Regions from separate parts of the Mus musculus genome. Here all the other regions are linked to region 2. A link is a contact called in public HiChIP or PLAC-seq and Micro-C data. All regions are on one chromosome and are shown on one strand. Each heading gives the region's core, a stretch centred on a gene start, on an enhancer-like site or on the middle of the called end of the contact. The rest is flanking DNA. Distances are from core to core; before and after follow the strand shown.

Evidence for each region. A called contact is a pair of places that touch in the nucleus more often than the background predicts. HiChIP or PLAC-seq counts read pairs in DNA pulled down with a chosen protein or histone mark.
Region 1: a contact with region 2 is called in a Micro-C map of the HL-1 cell line, with 2.5 times the contacts expected there. The contact joins two enhancer-like sites. A contact is called at or near these places in 5 of 39 promoter capture datasets (the 3T3-L1 cell line, cranial neural crest, hippocampal neurons and 2 more), 6 of 484 Hi-C or Micro-C datasets (the HL-1 cell line, adipose-derived mesenchymal stem cells, brain and 3 more), 6 of 115 datasets of contacts at active chromatin or transcription factors (T-cell acute lymphoblastic leukemia, double positive thymocytes, embryonic fibroblasts and 3 more) and 3 of 9 other capture datasets (adipose tissue, liver and pancreatic islet).
Region 3: a contact with region 2 is called in an HNF4G HiChIP or PLAC-seq map of pancreatic cancer cells. The contact joins the promoter of Wbp11 here to the enhancer-like site in region 2. A contact is called at or near these places in 6 of 39 promoter capture datasets (Sertoli cells, embryonic stem cells, liver and 2 more), 6 of 484 Hi-C or Micro-C datasets (LSK cells, the N1E-115 cell line, embryonic stem cells and 2 more), 11 of 115 datasets of contacts at active chromatin or transcription factors (DN3 thymocytes, embryonic stem cells, epiblast stem cells and 3 more) and 4 of 9 other capture datasets (adipose tissue, embryonic stem cells, liver and 1 more).

What each region holds. Positions count from the first base shown.
Region 1 is chr6:136,465,992-136,470,266 of GRCm38.p6, forward strand. The region is part of intron 1 of Gm36897 (predicted gene, 36897); the gene reads left to right. Among named protein-coding and RNA genes, the nearest start is that of Gm36897, 4.5 kb to the left of the region's middle. Within about 2 kb of position 1,525, at least 383 of the 459 cell types and tissues checked have an H3K27ac peak or open chromatin away from gene starts, as enhancers often do. A contact at or near this core is called in the HL-1 cell line and pancreatic cancer cells, where this site is marked.
Region 2 is chr6:136,609,120-136,613,373 of GRCm38.p6, forward strand. It overlaps Plbd1 (phospholipase B domain containing 1), which reads right to left. Exons shown (of 11, transcript NM_025806.2): 10 at 3,618-3,724; 11 at 2,952-3,229. The coding sequence ends at 3,059. It also overlaps a transcript of Atf7ip not described here. Among named protein-coding and RNA genes, the nearest start is that of Gm40409, 19 kb to the right of the region's middle. Within about 2 kb of position 2,627, at least 20 of the 459 cell types and tissues checked have an H3K27ac peak or open chromatin away from gene starts, as enhancers often do. A contact at or near this core is called in the HL-1 cell line and pancreatic cancer cells, where this site is marked.
Region 3 is chr6:136,825,974-136,830,415 of GRCm38.p6, forward strand. Wbp11 (WW domain binding protein 11) reads right to left here and starts at 2,243. Exons shown (of 12, transcript NM_021714.4): 1 at 2,047-2,243; 2 at 28-136. The coding sequence starts at 91. BC049715 (cDNA sequence BC049715) reads left to right here and starts at 2,870. Exons shown (of 3, transcript NM_178776.3): 1 at 2,870-3,096. It overlaps Smco3 (single-pass membrane protein with coiled-coil domains 3), which reads right to left. Exons shown (of 2, transcript NM_001039558.2): 2 at 3,958-4,442.

The DNA.
Region 1 (4,275 bases), core at 275-2,774, 140 kb before region 2:
TCTGGGGCTTTTAAATGTAGCACAGCCAAGGCCGCCTGTGGCCAGCAGAGGGAGTTCTTTTAGAAGATGGAATGGTAAGGCGTTTCTCCCCCGGAACAAAGGAAGTATTGTTGGAGGTGGGGGTGGGAGCACCACGCAGGCAAGCAATCTCATGCTCAGACAACACCCCTGGAATCCAGTTCCACCTCAGGATGAATCAAGTACCACTGAGGAGAAAACACAGACTGCCGGGGCTACAGGCTTGTTTATCAGGACGTCAGGAGCTCAACTGCGAGGAGTCAGCTGAAAGCTCTCACCCCAGGAAAGACACCCCAGAGCCCAGGACAGAAAAGGCATAGAAGGTCAAGTGTCCAAAAAGCCACGTGATAGGAAAAGAAGACTCCAGGAAGTGATAGGCCTGGGCCAAGAGAATGTATTTGAATTTGATCCATCTGTTCAACACATATTTATTCCTTGCTTTTTAGCAGGTACGGTGTCACAAGCCAGTTGTTCAATTTTGATCAGAAGGACATGGCTTAAGGGGAATATAAAGCTTAAAGGAGGAGACAGGGAACCTATAGAACAAGCACACCATGTGAGGGCGCACGCGTGCACACCACTGCAGTGTACTGTAACCAAGTAGACTGGGAGGAGGAAGGAGGCCAAGTGTTCCGCCAGGCCCAGGGAGGAAAGGCCTGAAACCAGAGAGGATGAGATGCCAGGGCGCCTGTGGATCGCCAGCTTATAGAGCAGATAATGAGGGTGGCCTAAAGAGCCCACTGGACCATCAGAAGGCCAGAGGCCATACCTTAATTTCTACCTTTCTAGAATCCCCTCTAAGGTTTCACATTCTGGAAAGTTCTATATAGATATTTTGTGCCTTCCTACAATAATTACTTAGCACTCCTGAATCTCAGAGGACCAAATTCAATGGATGCATTCACATTTATCTCATACCCATTTTCAGGATTCCGGGAAACCAAAGGTACCTACAGCAGACTCTATCCGGCAGAGAGAGAGGAAGGGAGCAGGAAGGGAGCAAGTGTCAACCTTCCCTTTCTTATAAATAAATAGCTTCTCTAGGTTGCCTGCTACAATTGGCCTTTTCCCAGAACTTTATGCTCCACTGAAATTACTTAAATAAACAACTTTGGGTTTTGTTTTGCAAAATGCAGGGTTTCATGTACCTCAGACCGGCCTCAAACTGCTTACATAACCTTGAACTCCTGATCAACACACCCACCTCCTGAGGGTTGCTGCCACTCACCACCTTCGCGACTCTGGTTCTTAACACAGGAGAAAAAAGGCTGTTCCCAGCCCTTGACTCCGGATTTAGGGCTAAACTTTAACTAATTAATTTATAGTTAATCCCATGAACTATTATAGAAGCATTTCAAATGCCATGCATAGGAATAAGAAGAGATGCATATGAAACAGGCAGAATGAAGCATCCTCAGCTAGGCGGCCAGGCATTTTGGGTTTGGACAAGAAACTGCTCAGCAGCTTTCTGACAGCTTCACACACTACCTGAACTGGCCAGCAGAGGGCGACGAGGGAGCCGTCAGACACAACATGGAGCCACACCCAGATCATGGTTGCTTTTTCTAGTGTCTCTTCCGGAGTTCTCAAAAAAACTCGAAATAAGAAATTCTTGTCAAAGAAAAAAGAATGAGAGAAATCGAGACGATCTTTTTATTGAGATAATAGCATAAACATACGACTACTGGGCATTTTCAAGTGGACAAACCTGGGGGAATTTCACTTCAGCATCATGCTACATGCCTGTCTAATCCCAGACATAAGAAACGCCTGCGTGTGATATAGCTAAAATTCACAAATCTCTCAGCAGTGTTTTGACCTGAATCTGTCACATCCCCACTTTGCCCCTACCCACATTCTGGGAAGAATCCTGCTCTTCCCTCACCCGGCAACCCCCAGTCAGCCTCCTGTATCTTACAGTTCACACCATCTGATCCAGGGGTAAAGTTACAACTGGAAAAACAAACCCATCTGCGTCCTTCAGTTCTTCCTCTGGCACGTCTACAGTTGCGGAAGGCAGTGAGCACAGATACTGTTCCCCAGCTCTGAATGGTAATAAAAATTATCAAATTCTTTTACCTTACAGTTAATGAAATGGAAATGAGCAATGAACTCTACCCAAAACCTTAAGTCAGTGATGAGAAATGTAGTTGTTTCTGGGCCTGTCTGAGCATCATTTGAAGCGCACCATGTTAACTGATAAGATAACAACTCAGAAATAACTAATATCATAAAGCCAAAAGGCTTACAACCTAGATCCATTAAAAAAAAAAGAATTTAATTTAATCTACTTCATAGTTTTTTTGTTTTGTTTTGTTTTGGGGGGGTTGTTTGTTTTGTTTTTTAAGAAAAAGGGAATGGGGGTGGGGTGGGTGGGAGATTGTTGTAGGACACTGGATTGAGGGAGGGCGGGAGGTGTAGAGAATGGGGCGGTTCCGCCCTAACAAAGAGGCAGAAACTGTGTCTCAACAGCCACCAAATCCAGTTCAGGGCGGTTTGAGCCAGTTTCTGAGCTGGATTGAGAACAACAGCCACAGGCTGAGACTTCACTAGGGTGAAATGGAAAATCTAGCATGGATTTTACAGACAGACCTGAACTGGACGGGGACTTGCTGGAACCTAAACCCAGTTCCTGGGGTGGCAAAGTCAGATGAAATACCAGGCCTGGTGCCGGATCGGTTGCATATCATCGCAGAGAAAGTTCAGAGTCGGGACTCTCTGTTGAGATCCGGTCCACATTTTCCCTCCTGCTGCTTCTGACTGTAGCTGGTGAGGGAAAAAGGGCCCCAGGATATCAGTTTTCAGAGAGCTGGCCAAGGCCTTGGGGGGAGGGGAGGACTTTGCGGCCTGGTTTATTGCCTGTGCTGGAGAGTGGGGGCGGGGAGGGAGGTAGGAGGGTCTGAAACACTGAGAGGAGCACTTCACACCCTGCATGCAGTTCACACCATTTTCCAACACCTATGTTTGCATATCTTTGCAAAGCACAAAACACACAACCCCCCCATGCCTATGGTACACCCGGCTAACAATTGGATGACAACATCTTCTGCCCCAGGCGTTGACAATGCATGTGCCCAGTTGGGCCAAAGTGCTCTCCTTCTGTGTCCCCAAATACACACATGCTGTACACACCTCAACTCAAAGCAACAGCAATCTCAGACGACACTGGAATGATGGTTAAGTCTTTGACCGGCTCCCCTCCCCCAGCTGGTTGTCCAGCAGCCCCCAGGGTGAGCGACTCCAGGAGCAGCTGCCACCCAGTTGAACCGGATGTCGTCCAGTGTGCACTTCCTAAGGCCACACAGGGGTCAGAGGATTCCCAGACAGCTACCACCCCTCCACCTTAAAAATCTCCCAGGACTTTGAGGAGTTCTAGAACCTAGACAAAGCCCAGGTCAGTCTCGTTTGGAAAGGAGGAGGAGGAGTGTGGAACCTCTCCTCTTGAATGTCCCCAAATGGTTGGAATCTTTCAGGGTCAGCAAGGGAGCACCTGGAGTCTTAGAAGCCAGTCTGCTCTGGGAATGGGGGAGGGGAGTTCCTTTGGTGTGTCTGTGGGTGTTGAGACGTTGAGGGAGAAGACTGGGAGACCCAGGGCTGAAATGTCGACATGCCATTCCTTCTGTTACTCTTAGACATCTGGAGAGACGGTTGGAACCCAGCCTACTTTGCATTATTTATGTGTGACCTTTGAAGCAGGGGACGCTTGTTACTGGCAGGCATTCTCTATCTGTTGCTTATTGCACAAGTATTGACTAAGTCCTTACATAGAAATGGCAGTATCAAGTGCGCCGGTATGGACCCTATTTGTTTGTATGGTTGTTGCTTGGCAAAGAGGTGGCTGACTTTACGGAGAGCAGCACTTTTATGTGACGATGTAGTAACCCACAAAAGAGATTAGCAGGAGAAATCATTAGAAGCCCCACACAGTACCATGCATTTCATATCTTACATGAGCCTAGCCACTGTACATCCCTGAGAGCGAACGGCATTGCTGTTCCCATTTTAGAGATGAGAAAAATAAAGTTCGAAAGGATCAGGTAGTGTTACTGATCTATAAAACCTGTCAGAGAAAGATATTGGCTCCAAAATCCGTTCTTTTAACCTGACTCTATGCCGCCATCATGGTGTCAAATGCTTGCCAGCATTTCTAAAGCGCCTACTGTGTGACAACCTACTCTGGGTGGAAGACACGGTCCTGGTGACGCTGATGAGAAGATGGTCCCTGCCTTCAGCAAGCTTTCAATCTACTGACTTTTG
Region 2 (4,254 bases), core at 1,377-3,876:
TTCCAGATTGGAAAGAAGGTATAGACAGAAACGAGTTGGGAAGAGGAAATGCACTTGTGGATCGGCTCCTCAGCTCACCGAGCAGGACGCGTGCCTCGGGCAGCAGTGGTGCTGGCTTCCCGGAGTGTGCGCCGCTTACACGAGGCAGAATGTGGGTGCTGAGGGGCCTTGGCTTTTTCTTTGGCTGTCTGTGGGGAGAGTGGGGGACAGTTTCCACCCTGGGATCTCTTCTCAAAGTGTTATAAAGAAGCTCCATTGTCCCATTTTGGGGGATTCAAGTTTGCTACATTTTTTAGCCTGACAATACTGGTAAGTGTTGTCTTAGTGGGAGTCCTGGAAACTTCTGGAATCTGTAGATGAAGCGACAGATGCTTCTCGAGTAACTAGCAGTGACAGCTGTCTGTCACTCCCTCATTTGCACTTTGTCTGAGTACTTTTCACCCTGTTTTAAGTGTGAGTAAGCCTCTTTATGTTCTGGCGAATGGCATACAGAAGCAGCTTGTTGTAGCAGTTCACTTTACACGGTGGCTCTGTCCCTGGCTCCAGGCTCCAGTCCATCCTTCTACATCTGCAGAGTGCTTTCTGTACTGTGTGATGCAGTATGACTTTATGAAAGGAACAGAGCTTTCTTCCTTGGAAATACCTGTTGGGATAGCATTTGCCTCACAGAGCAGTGTTCCCCCCCCCCCCACCTATGCCAGATAAAGGATACTTTTGCAAGCGTGAGGCATCTCTTCAGAGCTCTCTTCCAGTGTTGGACAGGTGTTCTGGGGGCTTGCTCCAATCGCTTTAAATATCCTCCCAGTTGCCACTTAGTGTGACATGGCAGGGATGCCCATTTCTTCCCTGGTGTCTCCCAGTACTGTCTGATTTAGAATGCTCTGTGTGGCATCCTCTCTTGACAGGCTGTGATTTCACCCCGTAGGTACCACAAAGAAAGCCTTTCAAGTGTTCTCCTGACTCCGTAGGCCATTTCCGTATCCTCAATATGGTCAAATTTTCCCACTTCCCAGTGATTGGGTGGCCTGGTTGGCTCTCATGGAACTACACATGTCCTTGTGCTATAGGCAATAACTGTGTAATCATGTGTGAGTCTGTCTTCCTTAATCATTTTCAGGGCAAATGGCTTTAAAAAAATATTTAAGGGACACATAAAGATTAGAGCAATTATGAGGGGTTTGTTGGAGCAGGAGACTAATTTGTAAAACTCATCGCCTTGAGTCAGCAGAGAGGGAGGAGGTGAAGTCACTGCTCCCATCTGCCAATGACTGTCATGTTTGAGCTTTTGTTTTGTGTTTTCTATGTTAGCCTTACTCTGAATACCTACCTATCATTTAAATATTTAAATGTATTTTCTCTCCCTTCTTCTTTTTGTAAATAAGGGAACAAAGCAATCAAACACCTTCTGGGGGATCCTAGCTTGAGGATTTTATCAACCATTTCAAATGTAAATGTGAAAATCAGTCCCTGTAGGAAACTCGCATCCGAATTTCTGTTTGTTGCAGTTGAAAATGTAAATAAGATGCTGTAAGACCCTCCTTAAGGTCTAATGCTAACTGGGCAGTAGCAGGTTGGTTGCCCTATTTTTATTAGGTTTTGAAGGTTTTCATTTTCTTTCTTTCCTAAATGTACAGTAGAATGGTGTCCGTGTGTAAGTGTCGACTGTAGTGGGGTTTGTCCAGCAAGCCTGAACTTTATACTTTGAAATAAATGACTGAGTTTTTAACATTCTGAGTACCCTGACTCATTCCAAGAGTTCTCAGTCCTTGTGTTTCTTTAAAAACTCCCACTTCCATCACAAAAACCCCTTGCTCCCTGTTCAGTGCCTTGTTCAGCAGTTCCCTCCCTGGTACTCCACCCAGATGTTGTGCCCTGGCTTTGGGAAAGTAGGAGTTACACAGAACTGCTACTTGGTTAGATACGGTGTTTTCAACTAGTGAGAGAGAACAGCATGTCTAACCTGCTGCCCATTAACAACCAGGAAGGATCCTTCCCCTGTTAGCAGCAGGGGAAGGAGAAAGACCGCGGGAAATGCAGGTGTCTCTAACAGGCCTTCGTCCTGCCTCCAGCTCCACTTGAACTTGGTTCTAGCTTGAACTGTGATTGATGTTTGCAGGCCTAAAAGGAGAACAGTGAACTGAGACAGGGTTTCTGTATCCTTCTGTGTATTTGTTTCATACATGTTTATTCTGTAGCTTTCTACCCTTCAGGAAATGTTTGCTGTTAAACAACTCTATGGAAAATGGATGTGTGTAGGGCGATGGACCATGCCAGGAAACTTGGTAAGGTTGCGTGGGTTCTGAGACCCAGGTACCCATCTGCGGATTGTAGGCATCTCCCTGCTCCCTGCCATATTCCTGGCCTGGAACACATGACCACGCTCCCCACAGTGGTCTTGTAGATCAGAACAGAGTTCTCCATGCTAATGAAATAGCTGGATGGGCCCTGGGCGTTTAGCCAATTAGCTTCCCTTCTCAGACATTCCTTCCTGCAAAAGGTACCTAATCTCTGGTCCATCCTGAGGAAGTGGTGTTTTCCATGATGAACAGTCAATAAACAATTTGAAACCAAGGACTGACTCATCAAGAACTCCCATGGGCAGCAAGGAGACAGGCTTCATCTACAGAGCCTCGCTGTCCAAGTCTCTGGCAGAAGGCCCCTTCAGCTCCCTGACTCACTGCTGCTAGGCTAGAGTTCCCCCATTCATTCCCCAGCGCCCATGGGCCCCCAACTCCCCGTGACTGCTAATGGCATCTGGATGTCCAGTTTAGGAGCCCCTGGCCCAGGGCTCCTCAGGAGTCAGGGAGCTGCAGCCCCAGCCTATGTCGTGTCTCACTTGGGCTGAGGCCCCATCCAAGGCTGCGTTCTTCCACCTCGAGTGGTGAATCGGCACTTGGCATTTCGCCCGACCAAGCGGCATTCCCAGCAAGGCTAAACGCAGGACCACAGATGGGAATTTAATATTTTTTATTAAGAGTACAGATGGGAAAATACAGCTAAGAGTGCCTTTGGTGTCCTATTCGCAGCTTTCTGTCATCTCTATGTCTCACTTTTTGTCCTATGACAAAATTGGTTTCATGGTAACAAAATTAAAGTCAAAGACTTCTGGCATCCCCCGATGGAGCGTGTCATTGAACCGATTCCAGTTAAAAGGCGGGAGTCCATCTTGTACCGTGGGACCACTAATGGCATAGGCTTTATACTGAGATGCAAGAAAGATGTCTGCCACCTGGAAAAAGAGAGGAAAACATTTGAGAAGACCATCTAAAATTTGACTGTGTAATCTTCATTCGCCCTTCTTAAGGTGGAGTGTGGTTTGTTTATTTTATTTAACGAGTATTTGTCTATGAGAGTATATATGTGTACCAAGCCTGCAGTACCAGTAGAAGCCTGAAGAGGGTAGTAGATATCCCAGAATTGGAGTTCAGATGGTTGTTAGCCAGCGTATGAATGCTGAGAATCTACCAAAAATCTGTAGAGCCAGGTGTAGTTATATACAAAGCTGCTTCCTGAATTTAATATGTGGTTGGACAAACTGGGTTATGCTACAAAAACATCTTGCCTCTGGCCTAACTCCTTGTTAGGAGTAAATTGGAAAGCATCAGAGTGTCTATTACCTTGGTGTCATAGCATCCTCCAGGGCTTGGACTGGCTCCATTCAGGTCCTCACGACAGCAGATGGTACTGCAGGGATCCCCCTTGCTGTAGGGGTCCTCTTTATAATCTAGGAGACACAGTGGTGAGGAAGAAGAGATATGGGCTACTCTGAGATATACTTAGCAAGATTTTGTATCTATCCATGCCTGGGTCATTAAAGAGCATATCCCACTGGCCTCCCCAGCCCAGCCTGCTTCTAGATACAGAGATCGCTTGAGGATTGCACTAGGAAGTACAAATCCCCAGTCCTGGGGCAGCCCCGAAGAACCATACCCCAAAGAGGAAAGGGGGAGGGGATGGAGAAGGAGAAAGAGAGAGAGGGAGAAGGTAACTCTCACCACTTTCCACAGATGAAGTACAAACTAGGCTTGGAAAGTCTTCACCAAAAGAAAGCACTTAATGAGTATTCTTAGCTGCCTTTGTACTTGGGAGGTGTGCTAGCAGGAGGCCGGGTGATGCTAAGGAGATAGCCCTATGTGGATTATTTCTGTATTTTACATGTTTGTGTTCTTGTTTTTTCTTTTTAGGGGGAGTGGGATGTGATGGGTCAGGCAAAAATAAAATCTGTAGAGCCAGGTGTGGTTCCAACACTCAGGA
Region 3 (4,442 bases), core at 993-3,492, 220 kb after region 2:
CCTTCTACTTCTTCCTTCCGTACTTACGGGCTTGGTCTGTGGGGTTCATAAACTTCCCACTCTTGGTGGAGGATGTTGATCTTCGTCCCATGGTGACAATTTATATGATTTACTTCTTCATTAAAAAAAAAAAAAACTGGAAAGAAAAGATATAAAGAACTCAGTTTTGCTGTATGTGTAAAAAGACTTCCTTTTACGAATTTGCATCAATTTCTGTAAAGAAATATCCCTTTGGTTCTCTACTTGTAAGACCGTGCTCTTTAATTTTGAATGAAGCATCCAAGAAATTATTTCTTTACCTTTCTTTTTTTTTTTTTTTTTTTTTTTTTTCGAGACAGGGTTTCTCTGTATAGCTAGCCCTGGCTGTCCTGGAACTCACTCTGTAGACCAGGCTGGCCTCGAACTCAGAAATCCGCCTGCCTCTGCCTCCCAAGTGCTGGGATTAAAGGCGTGCGCCACCACGCCCGGCTTTCTTTACCTTTCTTGACCACAAAGAAAAGGCTAGTATCTGTACTAGTCAACACAGTGAGAATATCATTAACTACTCAAAAGTTTAACCCTTTCCTATGGATTATATAGTGCTGTTAACTGAATAAAGAAATCAACAAGAACTTTGCACTTATAATGCTATTGTTTGGAATATAGACTGAGCCATATGAGACGATCTCAAAACAAACCAAAACCAATTGAGAAATATTCTAACAATGCAATGCAAACCCTGAGGACATCTTTCCGACCTGTATAAGGGGATATGAAACAGGAGTGGAGATAATGAATCTGGGTTAAAGACAAATACATGCTCTTTACTTTCTCCTTAGACTGCTCATTCCACACGCCAGATGGCAAAATGCAATCCATTCAAACATATTTATCTTGATTTAATACCAAATCAAATGATTTATGACTCTCAAACAAAAGAAATAAAAAATGAAGTATTAGAACTCCTCAAACTTAACATTAAAGTATATTCTTACTAGCACATATGACTCCTGATTTATGTATTTTGAGGGAATTAAAAGTGGTAGTCACGGTAGGGAAATATTTTAAGGCCAGGCTTTCATTATTATCACTTCTTTCTCTTCCATTCCAAATGAATGAAACTTCCAAAAATTAGCCTTGCCCATAGTAAAAAAAGGAACAAATATTTCCTGTTCAAAGTGTGCGACACTTTCCTACAGGCTACATCTCCTGTGGCTCCCCCTTTAAGCATTAAACAAATCTACTTTCTTTCTACATTAGGAAAGGGAAGATCCCGAGGTAAATTTGAGACTCTAATTCCCTTGGCTCCTTAGGTGGGACTCTGTAAGTTGTTTTAGTTAATGCTTTTTTTCATCAAGCGTTCAGCTGGCCGGCTCCCTGCTGCTTCCCAGATATTTCAGAACTGATCGGTGTCGATTATGTCATTACAGATGTTTCTCTATCAGAAAGCAGAAGGGGCAGGAGTTTGGGAAGAAGGGAAGAGAAGGGTACTGACTATAGGGAACTACAAAAAGGCACGGATACAACAAATTCTATTTTTGATCTTTTCTTTAGTGTTTCCCTTCTTAAACCAGCCTCGGGCTCTCGTTTTGACGCCATCCCATCACACACACCTAAAAACCAATCAGCTACGAGTCAAGGAGAATTTTTACAAGACCATAGTGCCTCTGCCTGCAAACGTTGGCAGAGACAAGGTCAAAAGACCATGGGAACCCAGGCAGCACAAACGCAACCCGACCGGTCCGGTCCGGTCCGGGTCCACTCCAGGAGGCCTCACAGCAACTGCCGAAACCATAGCGACGGTTGATAGCGACTCGAGCGGCTAGACGTCAGCCCGCCGCCACCGGTCGCCGCACTCGGGCGGTGGGTCTGACCCGGCGGGAGATCCCGCCCGAGAACCCGTCGGACGCAGTGCCAGGCCGGCCCCGAGCCCTGAAACCCGAGGCTCCCGCCACCCCGGGCCCAGCGGAGGAAGAGCGCGGCCTCTGGGCCTGGTGTTTCAGAGAAGGCTTCGCAGGCCCCGGGGAGGGTCGCGGAAAACGGAGCACCGAGTCCCCACGCACTCACACGACTGCGAGGCTCCCGGGACGGCGAGAGCAGCTAGCGGGCGGTCCCGGAGGACTCTCTGCGAAGGGGCCTTCACCTCTGCCCCTCGGTCAACCACCCGGGAACCGCCATCTTGAAACCTCGCGCCCCTCCGCCAGCTCACGTCACTTCCTGTTCCCGCTGGCCGCGATCTCACCGCGTTGCCAGGCACTGGGCCCATAGAGCGAATACAACAACTTCAGAGCCAGAGGTACTTCCGCTCTCATTCACTATCCGATTGGATAACTATAGGCCAAGAGACCCGCCTCATTCCAGAGTATTGTAGATTGACACTAATATAACCCAATAGAAATAAAAAGTAAGGAAGCTGCTATTTGATTGGCCAATTGTTCTCAGAATTCTGACGCATTTCCGCAACTGCTTCTCTCTGGGGACACACTAGGTAGCGGTATGCGTACGCTTCTGTGTCGGCCATTGGATCTGTGTTAGTTGTCGTGTGTAAATGGATGCTGTTTTTCAGGAATGCTTCCATAGAAAACAAGTTAGGTAATAACACTGGGCACCGAGTCTAAGGTGCTCAGCAAACATCAGCCCTCTAAACCTACAGCATGTGATGAACTGAACAAATAGTTCCTAGGGGAGACTCATAAATCTACACGAAAATGTATATTTTAAAAGAGAAACGGTACATTTGTCGATTTTCCAGAGGAGAAGTTATTACATAACACTTCAAATGAACTTTGCATCAACCCAAACTCCTTTATGATGTCATTGCACACTCTAGATTTATCTGAAGTCTTCCTTTGAGGGTTCTCTAGAGTCACAGAACTTGTGGATAGTCTCTATATAGAAAGGGACTTTGTTATGATGACTTACGGTCTGTAGTCCACCTCCCCAACAATGGTCAGCTGTGAATGGGAAGTCCAAGGATCTAGGAGTTGCTCAGTCCCACCAGGCTAGTAGATTCCAACTGATGGGCTGGCAAGTAAATGCAAGCAGAGGAGGAAGAGAAAAACTTCCATCTTCCAATGTCTTATAGATCTCCAGAAGAAGGTGTGGTTCAGATTAAAGGTGTGTACCGCCACGCCTGGATCTGGGCCTTGTACTCAGAGATCTTACCTTACTCTCCTGGGGATACATAGCCACTATGCCTCAAGATTTCCATGCCAAGATCAAGGTCAGAAACTTGTATTTCCCAGCCTCAAGATCTGGATCACAGGTGAACCTTCCAATTCTGGATTGTGGTTTGTTCTAGATATAGCTGATAACCAGAAATAGCTATTATATTTCCCTTCTACATCCCCATTCCTTAAGACTCCTCCCCATCCTTTCCCCTTAAAGGTAAGCATTTAAAACGAAATCTTCATAAAGTGTGAACTTGGTCTGTCTCGAAAAAAAACCAAAAAGCAAAACAAAACAACAAAAAACCAAAAACAAAAAAACACAAATCAAAAAACCAAAAACACCCTCACACTTGGTTATTTTTCAACTTAGTTTCAGCATCCTTAACAGAAAAGGTCCTAAGGGAATTTTTGACATCAAGTACTTTGAAAGAACTGATTGAGGTGTATATTAATTTTTAGGATGTTGTAGATAGGCACTAATGTTACAATGAATTAATAACCAATAGAACATTTACAATTTATATTAAAACAAATGTGTTCCCTAACAATGTAACATCAGTACCATACTAAAACTACCTTTGACTTAGTGGGAAAAAAAATAAGTATTCAATAAATAATCTGGGCTGGCCACCATCTCCCTATCCCTCTGTCTCATTGTTTAGATGGATTGAATTACAGTTAGAAGCCTTGATGCCTGGGAATGTCATTAATTCTTGTTTTGATTACTCTTTGAGTGTCAGTAATAGCAAGACCTATTAGTTCATAAAATAAAAACCAGGTAATAAATTTAGAAAGTGACACAAATTGTGATATTTTGAAACTAATTTATAAAACCAGTGATAACATAGAAATTAATACATTTGGAAAAGTTATGTGGCTAGTTAAAATTCTTCATCTGCTTGTAAAATTTTCCTGAGATATACTGGATACTTTATACCAATGATTTATTTTTGTCTTTGCGTTAAAAACCAAACGACTATAACCAGGACTATCTCAACATTGTTACATACAATGGTTTTTGAAGTAGACCCTAAAAACGGCTTAGTGAGAATGGTTAGATAAAGGTTTAGAAAACAAATGCTGTATCTAGAGAAACTAAGTTCCATCAATAGGCCTCCATGGCCTCTCCTTTTCCTGAGTTCAGGAGGCAATTAACATAGGTCTGCAAATGCTTTATGGGGCAGAGGGAGCTGCCTCTTTTTGGTGGTACTGAAAATAAAATTATCCCCCTGAAAAATAGAAATTAATTACTTTCCTTTAATCAACAAATTCTTAACAGGGAGTGAGCCTTTT